Linked DNA regions of Zea mays: region 2 is linked to region 1. The links are chromatin contacts, called in public Hi-C maps. All regions are on one chromosome and are shown on one strand. Each heading gives the region's core, a stretch centred on a gene start, on an enhancer-like site or on the middle of the called end of the contact. The rest is flanking DNA. Distances are from core to core; before and after follow the strand shown. Region 1 holds the start of LOC100383648. Region 2 holds the start of LOC100284904 (beta-amylase).

Evidence for each region. Hi-C and Micro-C count contacts between places; a contact is called where the count stands out from the background.
Region 2: a Hi-C map of bundle sheath shows a contact between it and region 1, with 3 times the contacts expected there. The contact joins the promoter of LOC100284904 here to the promoter of LOC100383648 in region 1. A contact is called at or near these places in 5 of 25 Hi-C or Micro-C datasets (bundle sheath, endosperm, leaf and 2 more).

What each region holds. Positions count from the first base shown.
Region 1 is chr1:59,901,536-59,906,810 of Zm-B73-REFERENCE-NAM-5.0, forward strand. LOC100383648 reads left to right here and starts at 2,846. Exons shown (of 4, transcript NM_001176293.1): 1 at 2,846-3,576; 2 at 3,694-3,894. The coding sequence starts at 2,974.
Region 2 is chr1:60,231,806-60,237,080 of Zm-B73-REFERENCE-NAM-5.0, forward strand. It overlaps LOC100284904 (beta-amylase), which reads left to right and starts at 3,046. Exons shown (of 2, transcript NM_001157799.2): 1 at 3,046-3,852; 2 at 3,961-5,013. The coding sequence starts at 3,130. The coding sequence ends at 4,851.

The DNA.
Region 1 (5,275 bases), core at 1,596-4,095:
GTTTTCACTTATCAAGCTATGTAGTTATGTACATAAGATTTCCTTAAGCCCTTAAGGCACGTGTGTTGTTGAGAGGGTTGTTGGACCATCCAAGGATATGCCTCGAGCTCGAAGTGTCTGTCAAGGATATAGACATCTCGAACTTAGGAGTATCACTTGGCTCTATTTAGTTTATGTGTCTATGTGATATGTTAGATCATCAATGTGAACAAGTCAGAGATGTGCATAGGTGGTTTACTTTTATGTACTTTTGATAAACTGTCCAATGAATGAGTGGACAATTCGGCAAAACAATCTATGGTTAATATAGATATGGTGTAGGTAATAAGTTGGAAATACCCATCCCTACAAAAAATAATAATCACTAGTGAGCCATTGGAATTATTGTATATGTGTTTATTCGGACCAACTACATACACAAGCGTTGATGGCAATAAACATAGTCTTGTTATAATGTGTGACTTTTTAAGGTTTTCCTATACTTTCTATCTCAATGGCAAGAGTGAGGTCTTCGACATCTTTAGATCATTTGACAATAGAAGTGAAAATGAGTTTGAGTTAAAATTCAAGAAAGTAACGAGTGACAATGGAAGCACTTTAGAAACTCGCGAGAATATAAGAGTTATGCGATAACATGGATATTAAACATGATTTTTAGCTAAGTATACTCCACAAACGAATGGTCTTGTTATGGAGCGGGGAAGAATATGGCTCTTGTTGATATGGTAAGACATATGTTTAACGAGTATAATATGAGTGGTGCTTTTAAGACAGAAACTGTCAACACAACATGTCATGCAAGCAATAAGTTCTAATGCCATTAGTTATTGAATAAGACACCATATGAGACATTGATTGCAAGAATCCAAATATTGCTTATTTTGTAGTCTTTGATTGCAACAGCTATGTTCTCAAGGAAGTCACAAGAATGAGCATGATTGAGAAGAAATATGATGAAGGTTCTTATTGGATATTTTTACATATTGCAAAACATATAGTCCACAACAGAACATATGCCATAGTTGAAGTGCATGATGTTGAGATTGATGAAACAAGTGACTCTAAATGCTTTTCGATCGTTTTTCAGATGGGGTTTGTTTCAAACTTCTTATGGCCTTACTTAGCACTTGTTATCGAAAGTGTGCAACACCACTCCTAACCAGGCTTACCTAGATCAAACTACCCGCTCAATTGCTCATGCCCTATTAATGGTATGGCTAAAGAAAGGTCATATCACTACTCTAAGAGTCCAACAACTCCACTAACACTTAGAACTAGTCGATGCTTAACCTTCTGGCGCATCATTTGAAACCGACAATTGATTTCCATCAACAGAGGACACGAAAACTACATAAGCCTAATCAATCTTCGTTAGCGTGACCTCACCCATATTGTTTGTGCAAAACATACATAATCTCAATAATCTTATGCTATTATTAATCAACAAAATTCATGTAGGGGTATAGATGCTATTATAGTCAATCGTAAATGTATTTTAGTTTTGCTCGCCACAAAAAGTGCTAAACGAAGGCACCAACCAAATAGATACAGATTTATATGGGGCCTGTTAACCCTTAGGTGAACCACCTTGAGCTTTGCGTTACTTGATGATAGTATATGAGTTTTTTCATGTTCCTTAGATCCATGTGTGTAGTATGTGGAAGTCATGACTCGCAAATGGTTTTCTTCAAGTTGGCTTTGCAAGTAATCTCAATGTCATATGAATAGGCTGGTTCCTCAGGGTGTGTTTTGTTTGGCTTTTGGTTTTTGATCTTCATAAGCCAAGCCAAAGGACTCAATCTAGAAAATAACTTTTTCTAAAAGCTGGATTTCTACGTAGTGCAAAATTAAAAATAACTGTTGACATTCTTTTAGCGGCCTTAAGATGAAACTGTGAAATATATATGAAACAACTTTTAGTGATTCTCACTAAACCGTTTGTACATGACACAACCGCTTTTTTCAGAGTAATCAATGTGGAGCTTCCTTTGTCCATTTGATTGAGTAGTCGTTAACAAAAAAATAGAAGACTATCTTTTTGTAGTGTAAAAATAAAAGCCCCACCCCCAAACTCGAGGGACGAAATCGTCACTGGTGACGTCACGAAACTCCCGCGGGTTCCGCTGCCGCCGAGCTGTCCACCAACGGCAGCATCTCCCGCCGGGTCGTACATCAGATATTTCCCGCCAGACAAGTGCACCTGCTCTCTTCCCAGATCCCGTCCCCGTCGAAGTCGAACCATGGCGAAGCTGCTGCTGCTCCGTGGCTTTTGTTCTCTCCTTCCCCTACGGCCCTACCCTCCCGAGCAACGACCATTGCGACCCCTTCTCTTCGTCCTTGTCCCCTCTCCGAAAGCGACCACACCGCATGACCTCCCTCCCTGCGCCGCTGCGCGCGTAGGTACTACGACCTCGTCCCGAGTGCCTTTGCCAACTGCCATCACGTCGAGAAACAAAAAGAGCTTCTCGCGGCAAAGATCACGAGTCGGCGCCGTGCCGTGCCTGTGCGGGGTCACCGAGTCATCGGTCACGTACACCCGATGGCCGATGCGGTGACAAGGTAACCGACGAGATGACGGGACACCTGCCCAGTCCAGCGCAAAGCTTCGCGCCTTCGCGGGGAGTCGCCGAGCAGACAAGTAGCAGCACACGGTAGACGGTACAGGCACAGGGGGCGGGGCGAGCCTCTGGCTCTCCGCTCTCGTTCTTCCGTCCTTCGTCGACGTCGTGCGTTGCGCCTCCCTTTCAGGCTGTCCCTTTCAGCATTTACGGCGCTCACGTTTCTCGCTCCAGTCCAGTCTCCACCTTCTTATCCCCCAAGCAAAGCCGGTCGGGGCAAACGGAAGCGAAACAGGGCCCGTCTCTTCCACCACTCCGCAGAGGCGCAGACTACCGTCTCATCCTACTACTCTAGCCCAGTCTCACGATCCAGCACTCAGTCACTAGCGCTTGTCGTCGCCAGTACAACAACGGCATGGGTGAGGGTGACGACGACCGGCGGGACGAGTTGTTGGGCGCGGGGCGGGACCATGAACCAGAGCCGGCGGACGCGGAGGAGGCCAAGAAACCCGCACCCGGCGAGGCGGAGGCCGGCAACGGCGCCGGCGCGGAGGCGGCGACCTGCGACTACTGCGGGACCGCGGCGGCGGCGGTCTACTGCCGCGCCGACTCCGCCAGGCTCTGCCTGCCGTGCGACCGCCTCGTGCACGGCGCCAACGGGGTCTGCTCCCGCCACGCCCGCGCCCCGCTCTGCGCCGGCTGCTGCGCCGCCGGGGCCGTCTTCCGCCGCGCCTCGACCTCCGCCTTCCTCTGCTCCAACTGCGACTTCGGGAGGCACCGGGATGGCGGTGACCCGCCGCTCCACGACCGCTGCGCCGTGCAGCCCTATTCCGGGTGCCCTCCGGCGAGCGACCTCGCCGCGCTCCTCGCGGTGCCCCTCTTCGACAAGCCGGCCGCCGAAGATGGTGCCTGGTGGAACATCTGGGAGGAGCCCCAGGTGCTGAGTTTGGAGGATCTCATCGTGCCCACCACCCCTTGCCATGGATTCGAACCCCTCCTAACGCCGCCCTCGCCCAAGGTAGTAGCAATGCTTTTTTCCCCATACATCACTGCCCCACTAAAGTTTACCAGTCATGTCTACGTTTTACTCTGATTTCTGTGACCTAAATTCTCGACTGGTTATCCGATGCACAAGAACCGGAGCATCTCGCCGGACCGGAAGGTGAACGAGGAGATTCTTCGGCAGCTGGGGGAGCTCGCAGAGTCTGATGGCGGTATGCAGGCATCAGCAGGTCGTGAGGAGGCAGAGCAAGCTGGTGGAGACCAGTTCCCTTCCTGGGCGTCACCACAGTATGCCACTGGACATGGCAATTTTGGAACAGAGGACAACCATGAGGTTACAACCATGACTACTCTTTGCGATGTTTGATCTGGGTACCTGAATCTGTTTATGATACCCTGTTTTTTACGAACTAAAACTATGGATGTAGACATCTAGCCAGGTTCTTTTTAGCTAGAAGCGGCTGCGGCTGTCTGTATTGCAGTTCAATCTACAGTAACATTGTATTAAAAAAATACAGCCGGCAGCCGCCTCAGTCACCGCTGCAGCGAACATTTTCATTTGAATTCATTAGACAACCAAACAACAGAATTCATTAACAACCAAACAGTAGAATTCAGAAATCTTGATTCCAATTCCCAATTCCAGTCCTGAATATCTACATCCAAACGGGGTATGACTCATTTCCTAGACAAGTTAGTGCTGAAGCATTTCCATTTCAATGGCAGAAACCATAGATGGCATAATCTACAACATATAGTTATATATGCTCAAAACATGCTTTCCATTAAGTGATGAACCGATACCTATCTGATGAGGAATGTATATATTCTGAAACTGCCGGATCTTTTCCATTAAGTGATATACCGATACCCATCAACAAATGTGAAGCTGATGGCGTCTTGTTGAAGAATGCTTGTCGCCGGTTAGAAACGGTGGTCGTGGATATCTTTGCTCGTTTTGGTTGACGCTTTTCGAATAGGATTGCTTTAAATTAGTGTTGACGCCTTTTTCGGGCGCCAATCACTCAACACGAACCGGCGGCGGTGCTCTCTGCACAGAGGCGGACGGTCCGCGGCCTGGCGCAGGGCTAGGGTTCCCTGCCTGACGGGCCAGACGGTCCGCGCGTGCGCAGGGGCAGCGAAGGTCGCCGGCGGCGCCTGGATCTCGCCCCCGGGGGGGACCCCGTCGGGGAGGAGAGATCCTAGGGGTTGTCTAGGCTCGGGCAGACCGACCTAGACTCCTCTAATCGACGTAGAGTCGAAGAGAAGCGGAGAATTTGGGGTTTAGAGGCTAAACTAGAACTAGACTAGAACTATTCCTAATTGCATAAGGTAAAAACGAGAAATAGATTTTATTTGATCGATTGTTGGGGGTTCAATCGGCCGTAGCCCTTCATCTATATAAAGGGGGAGGTCTGGATCCGCTTCAAACTGTTTCCCGAGTTAATCCCGCGGTTCTAGGTAACAAATCCCACGAGAAACTAGGAACCCTAACTGACTCTGCGCACGCGCGGACCGTCCGCGCCATCACCGCGGACTGTCCGGACCGCGGACCGTCCGCTAGACCTTTTTTGGTGTCCAACAATTAGTTTGTCTCTAAGGTTTTAGCTGGAGGTTGTGTCCTTCGTGCTTGTTGGGAGTGTTTTTCCAAGTGATGTAAACTGTTGGCCCTAACCTCGCAAGAGGGGAAAGCCGGATCGTTTTAGTACTTCCCA
Region 2 (5,275 bases), core at 1,796-4,295, 330 kb after region 1:
ATCTCGTTTCGGTGAAACCAAACTGAAAGGCTAAATTTGCAGGCGTATAATAGCTAGGCTACCTAAACACATGAGAGTTGCAGCCGGCAGCATAGCCAGGCTGCTGGCCGTGGCGGCAAACGCGTTCTGAGTCTTGTATGGTCATTGTGAGCGCAGCGCCAAACGTGAGGTTTTCCCGTCCCTGCCTAGGAAAAAAAAGAGGGCATTGGCAATTTGGCATCCAAATGATGGAAACATATGGGTTTGTTTAGACGTGACATCCCACTACGTTTGAACATACAATTTTGAAATTGGACTGGTGAACTGGTCAACAAGCCTGCGGAGGGATGGCAACGGGGAATTCCCCGTCGGGTTTTAGCTCCCCAAACCCGTCCCCGCGACGAAAAAATTTCCCCGCGGGGATCCCCACGAACGTTTGCGGGGGACATTTCTTCCCCATCCCCGTTCCCCGCGGGGATAAATCCCCGTCGGAGATCCCCATCCCCGCTTAAATTATAATTAAACTAGGTTAGTGCCCGTGCGTTGCAACGGGAACATATAATATCATGATAACTTATATATAAATGTGTTATATTGTTATGAGACCCTCGCCTTCGTGCAAAGCTAGGTTGCGGTGCATCATCTGGTGAGGTCTCTTTTACGAGTTGGCTTCTTGGTAGAAAGGGAATGTCACGGCATAGGCACTGAGTAGATTGTCACGGCAGATTATTATGTACTTCAATTCTGGAATATTTGATGGAAATGCTATTTTAGATTGCTTGGTAAGTGGGAACCGCCTCAAATCACAGAAGTAGAAGCAGCTTCCGATTCAGCCGGAACCATTTCTTCAAAAATGTTCTATTATAGAATAAACAAGGCTTGGGAGATAGAAAACATTATTCAGCCCGGACAGCTCGCGAATGTCATCCTTTATCTCATAACTGCATAACACATTTGTATATATAAATTATCGAGATATTATAGGTCCCCGTTGCAACGCACGGGCACTGACCTAGTTAAGTCAAAATCCCCCTCAATCCGTATCAATCCCCTTCAATCCATATGGATTGAAAATAACCGAACAAGCCCTAAGTAGTAACCATCACCGTCCTGCTCAGGTAACCGGCCCAGATAGTCGCTCCTCCTGGTTTGCCTCTTGGCTCACGGCTACTCTCCTTTGTCAGCATCGGACGGTGGCTACGGACGTGATCGTCTAGCCATACGTAATTAATTTTTTTGGTTGGACAACAGGTCACGGCTGTCGTTGATGTCTAGGACGACAGCACCGGCGCGATCTGGGTTAGAAAAGTCTTTTTTAGCCACATCGATGCAGTTGTATATATAGAATTAAATGTATTTATTCGTTCTTAAACCAGATGTGGTTATACTTTATATACTATGACCGATTAAGGGTAAAAAATATCTTTTTAAGCGGTAGAAATTAGGAAAAGAAAATAGAGATGGATGAAATAAATATGAAATATTGTTTTAGAAAAGTTGGTCACTTGTAAGCACTACTATAAAAAAGCCTAATCTGTAAATATTGTTATATAGAAACCACGTTATAGAGAAACCATCTCAAACGAGTACCATAATAGCGCAAATAACTTTGCCACCAAAAAAAAAGTACCACGTCGTGCTAGTAGCCATTGAGCCGGTTCTAAGCCTATCGTGCTTCGTACCAAACGGATTTAGATCAGGAAAACCCAAAATATTTTTAGAACATATCGTGCCAGCCCGAAGTAAAACAGTGGCTCAGTTTGGCCCTAAATCACGTCATGCCTTCATTGGGTCGTGTCGGCCCAAGCCCGACCCATATATTTGACCACATAAAATCAAAATATTACAACAACAAAAAGTTCATAACTTACTAAATTAAAGATATTAAAGAATCCTAGCATCATTTAACCACATAAACTCCAAATATCACAATAATATAAAGTCGATAGCCTACTAAATTAAAGGAATTAAACAATTTGGGCTTTATTGAACCGTGTCGGTCTAAGTTCGGCCCATCTGTGCGGGTCGTGTCGGGTGCCTTATAGGCTGGAATTTGAGGCCCGACCCAGACCCGTCTTCAAGCCGCGCTAGCCCGGTCCGTATTATTTCGTGTCGGGTCATGTTTTGGGCTCATGTTTTTGTACCATGCTCGTGCTGGCCAAAAAGCTCTACCCCATATTCCCAGCACTATGTGCAAGACCGACCGAACGCCGCAGTCCATTTCAACCCATGTTCGTGTATACATCTCATTTCAGTTTTTGAATTTTTGACATATAAGAGACGTGTCCACCACATCTTCCAGATCGGTTGGTGCTGGATCCATATCCAAAACCAGCCTCTCACATGGCTCGGACTCGGAAGCATGGCATGGCGCGGAAAGCCGTCGCCCGTCGCATGCAGAGCGCACGCAGGAAGCCCGGCAACGCGTCCTGGGCCCTGCCCCCAAGATCGGCGGCGAGGCGCGGTGAAACGGTGGCCACGAACGCGGCTCGCGCCAGCGATTCGGCGCCGCCCAGCCACACGCCCACACCAACACCACGTTCCACTTCCACGTACGCCGCCGCGGCAGCGACACACCGCACGCGCCCCGTACCCCAGTCCGCGGCCAGGCCTCGCCGGCGTCTGCGTGGCGCTGGCGCCTCCACGTTCCTACGTGCCACCCTTATCCACAAACCACAAGTAGTAATCCGTACTGTGCTCCCGATGGTGCCAACTGCCAAATGACGCGAAACGCCTTCGAACCGCCCCACGTTCCGAGGACAAGTGTCGGTCCCACACTCGTCTTTTCCAAGGGTAGTCCCACCACCTCGTCATTCGACGAATCAACCTGGCTGGGCGGCGCGGGGCGGGGCGGCGCGGGCGCGGCAAGATCTGACGCGATAGAACGGATGGGCCCCAGCCGTCAGTGGCTCGATAGAATCTAGCGGCGCAGGAAAACCCGGCGATAAACTTGAGCAGCACATGAGCTTGTGTGTTTTTTTGCGGCGCGCTGGCTCCCTGCGACGTGGCGCTGGCACCGGCCTACTGTCCATAAATACGCGCGCCCCGACGAATTGGGAGGGAAAATACACTACGACCACCACCAAGCGAACGAACCAACGATCGACGCTCCCCGACCAGCGTGGTGAACAGGACAGCAGTCAGCAGCCAATGGAGGCAGCACTGACGCAGCAGGCGGCAGCGACGGCGACGGCGACACCGACGAGGTGGCGGTGCGTGGGGGACGCGTCGCTGGCTAGCCATGGCCAGGGCCAGCAGCGAGCAGGCGCCGTCCGGCTCGGAGCGGCGCGGCGTGCGGTCAGCGGGGCTGTCCGGGCTAGCAGCAGCAGGCATCTGGGCCCCGTGCGGGCGCTCGTCTCCGAGGCCGCCGGCGGCGAGCGGGCGGCGGAGGGCGAGGGAATGGACACCGCGGTGAGGCTGTTCGTGGGCCTCCCCGCGGACGCGGTGGTCTCCGACGGCCGCGGCGTGGGCCGCCCCAGGGCCGTCTCGGCGGCGCTGCGCGCGCTCAAGCTGCTCGGCGTCGACGGCGTGGAGCTGCCGGTGTCCTGGGCCGTCGCGCAGCCCGGGCCCGGGGGCTGGTTCGAGTGGGCCGGGTACCGCGCCGTCGCCGCCATGGTCCGCGACGCGGGGCTCGACCTCCGCGTCTCGCTCCGCACCGACGGCGACGCGCTCCCCGGATGGGTGGCCGACGCGGCGGCCGCCGACCCCGACGTCCTCTTCACCGACCGCTCCGGCCACCGCCGCATGGGCTGCCTCTCCTTTGCCGTCGACGAGCTCCCCGTGCTCGTCGGCAAGTCGCCGCTCCAGGCCTACGAGGCCTTCTTCCGCAGCTTTGCTGAAGAGTTCGATGACTTGTTCGGGTCAACGATCACGGTAAGAGGAGCCCTGGTCCAGGAGGAGAACACACTTAAAATCTTTTTTGCGTTCTTTTAATTTGGGAAACTGAATCTTCTCTCTTTGGTTCGTTCGTTCATGGCACAGGATGTGACTATCAGCCTGGGTCCTAACGGCGAGCTACAGTACCCGTCATACCCGCCGGGGAACCAGGGTTCCCGTGGCTTCGACGGCGTCGGCGAGTTCCAGTGCTACGACAAGTACATGCTGGCACGGCTGAAGCGTCACGCCGAGTCGTCGGGGCAGCCACTGTGGGGCCTGTCGGGTCCACACGACGGGCCGCGGTACGACGACGAGTCGCCGGAGTCGTCCGCCTTCTTCAGAGAGCTGGGGGGCTCGTGGAAGTCGGCCTACGGGGAGTTCTTCCTGTCCTGGTACACCGGGGAGCTCCTGGCGCACGGCGACCGTGTCCTGGCCGCGGCGTCCAGCGCGTTCCGCGGCAAGCCCGTGGAGCTGTCCGCCAAGGTGCCACTCCTGCGAGGGCCGGGGACGGGCCCGAGCCCCGCGGACGCCACCGCGGGATTCCACGGCGGGTACGGCCCGGTCGCCGAGATGTTCGCGCGCCACGGTTGCGCGGTGATCGCGGCCGGCGTGGAGGCGCGGCCGGACGCCACGGCGGAGGAGCGCCTGGCCCAGGTCAAGGCCGCCTGCACGGAGCACGGCGTGCATCTCGCGGCGGAGAGCGCGCCTCTCGCCGTGGCGCGCGGCAGCGACGGCGACGGCCCCACGCGCGTCGTCTGGCTGTCCGCCGGGCGCACCCGGCCGTGCCAGTTCACGTACCAGCGGATGGGCGCAGAGTTCTTCTCGCCGGGCCACTGGCCGCTGTTCGTGCAGTTCGTGCGCGCGCTGGAGTGCCCCGAGGAGGCCCATGAGGACGACCTGCCAGCCAGCGCTGACGGCGGCGAGCGGCTCACTGTGCCGTCCGCGGCCGCGGCGGCCCCAAAGGACCAAGCGACAAGGGAGGTGCAAACCGTGTGAATGGCAAATCATTTGTCGCGCATTCTTAATGTACAGTACTTCCTCCGTTGTTTAGTTCAAAATAAACGGGCGGGTGATAAATATTCGAGAATGGAGATGGTATATAGAGCATCTCTAACCTTTATGTAAAAAGTTCCTAAATCTTAGTTTAATGAGTTATTAGAAAAAAAGACAAGTCTCCAATAGTACCCTAAACGATATTGCTAAATTTAAGAAGTTGTTATTTATCTTTTCTTGTTCCCGCATTTGGTAATCTTAGAGCATTTCTAATAGTTATGTAAATTGAGCACCCCAAATTATAGATTTAAGAAGTTGCTAAAACACTTTAAGGAGTAGAAAAATATATGTGCTCAAATAGTTCCCTATTTTATTGGTTTTAATTTTTAAAGTTGCCTACGCCAACAAAAAATAAGCGAGCATGCTT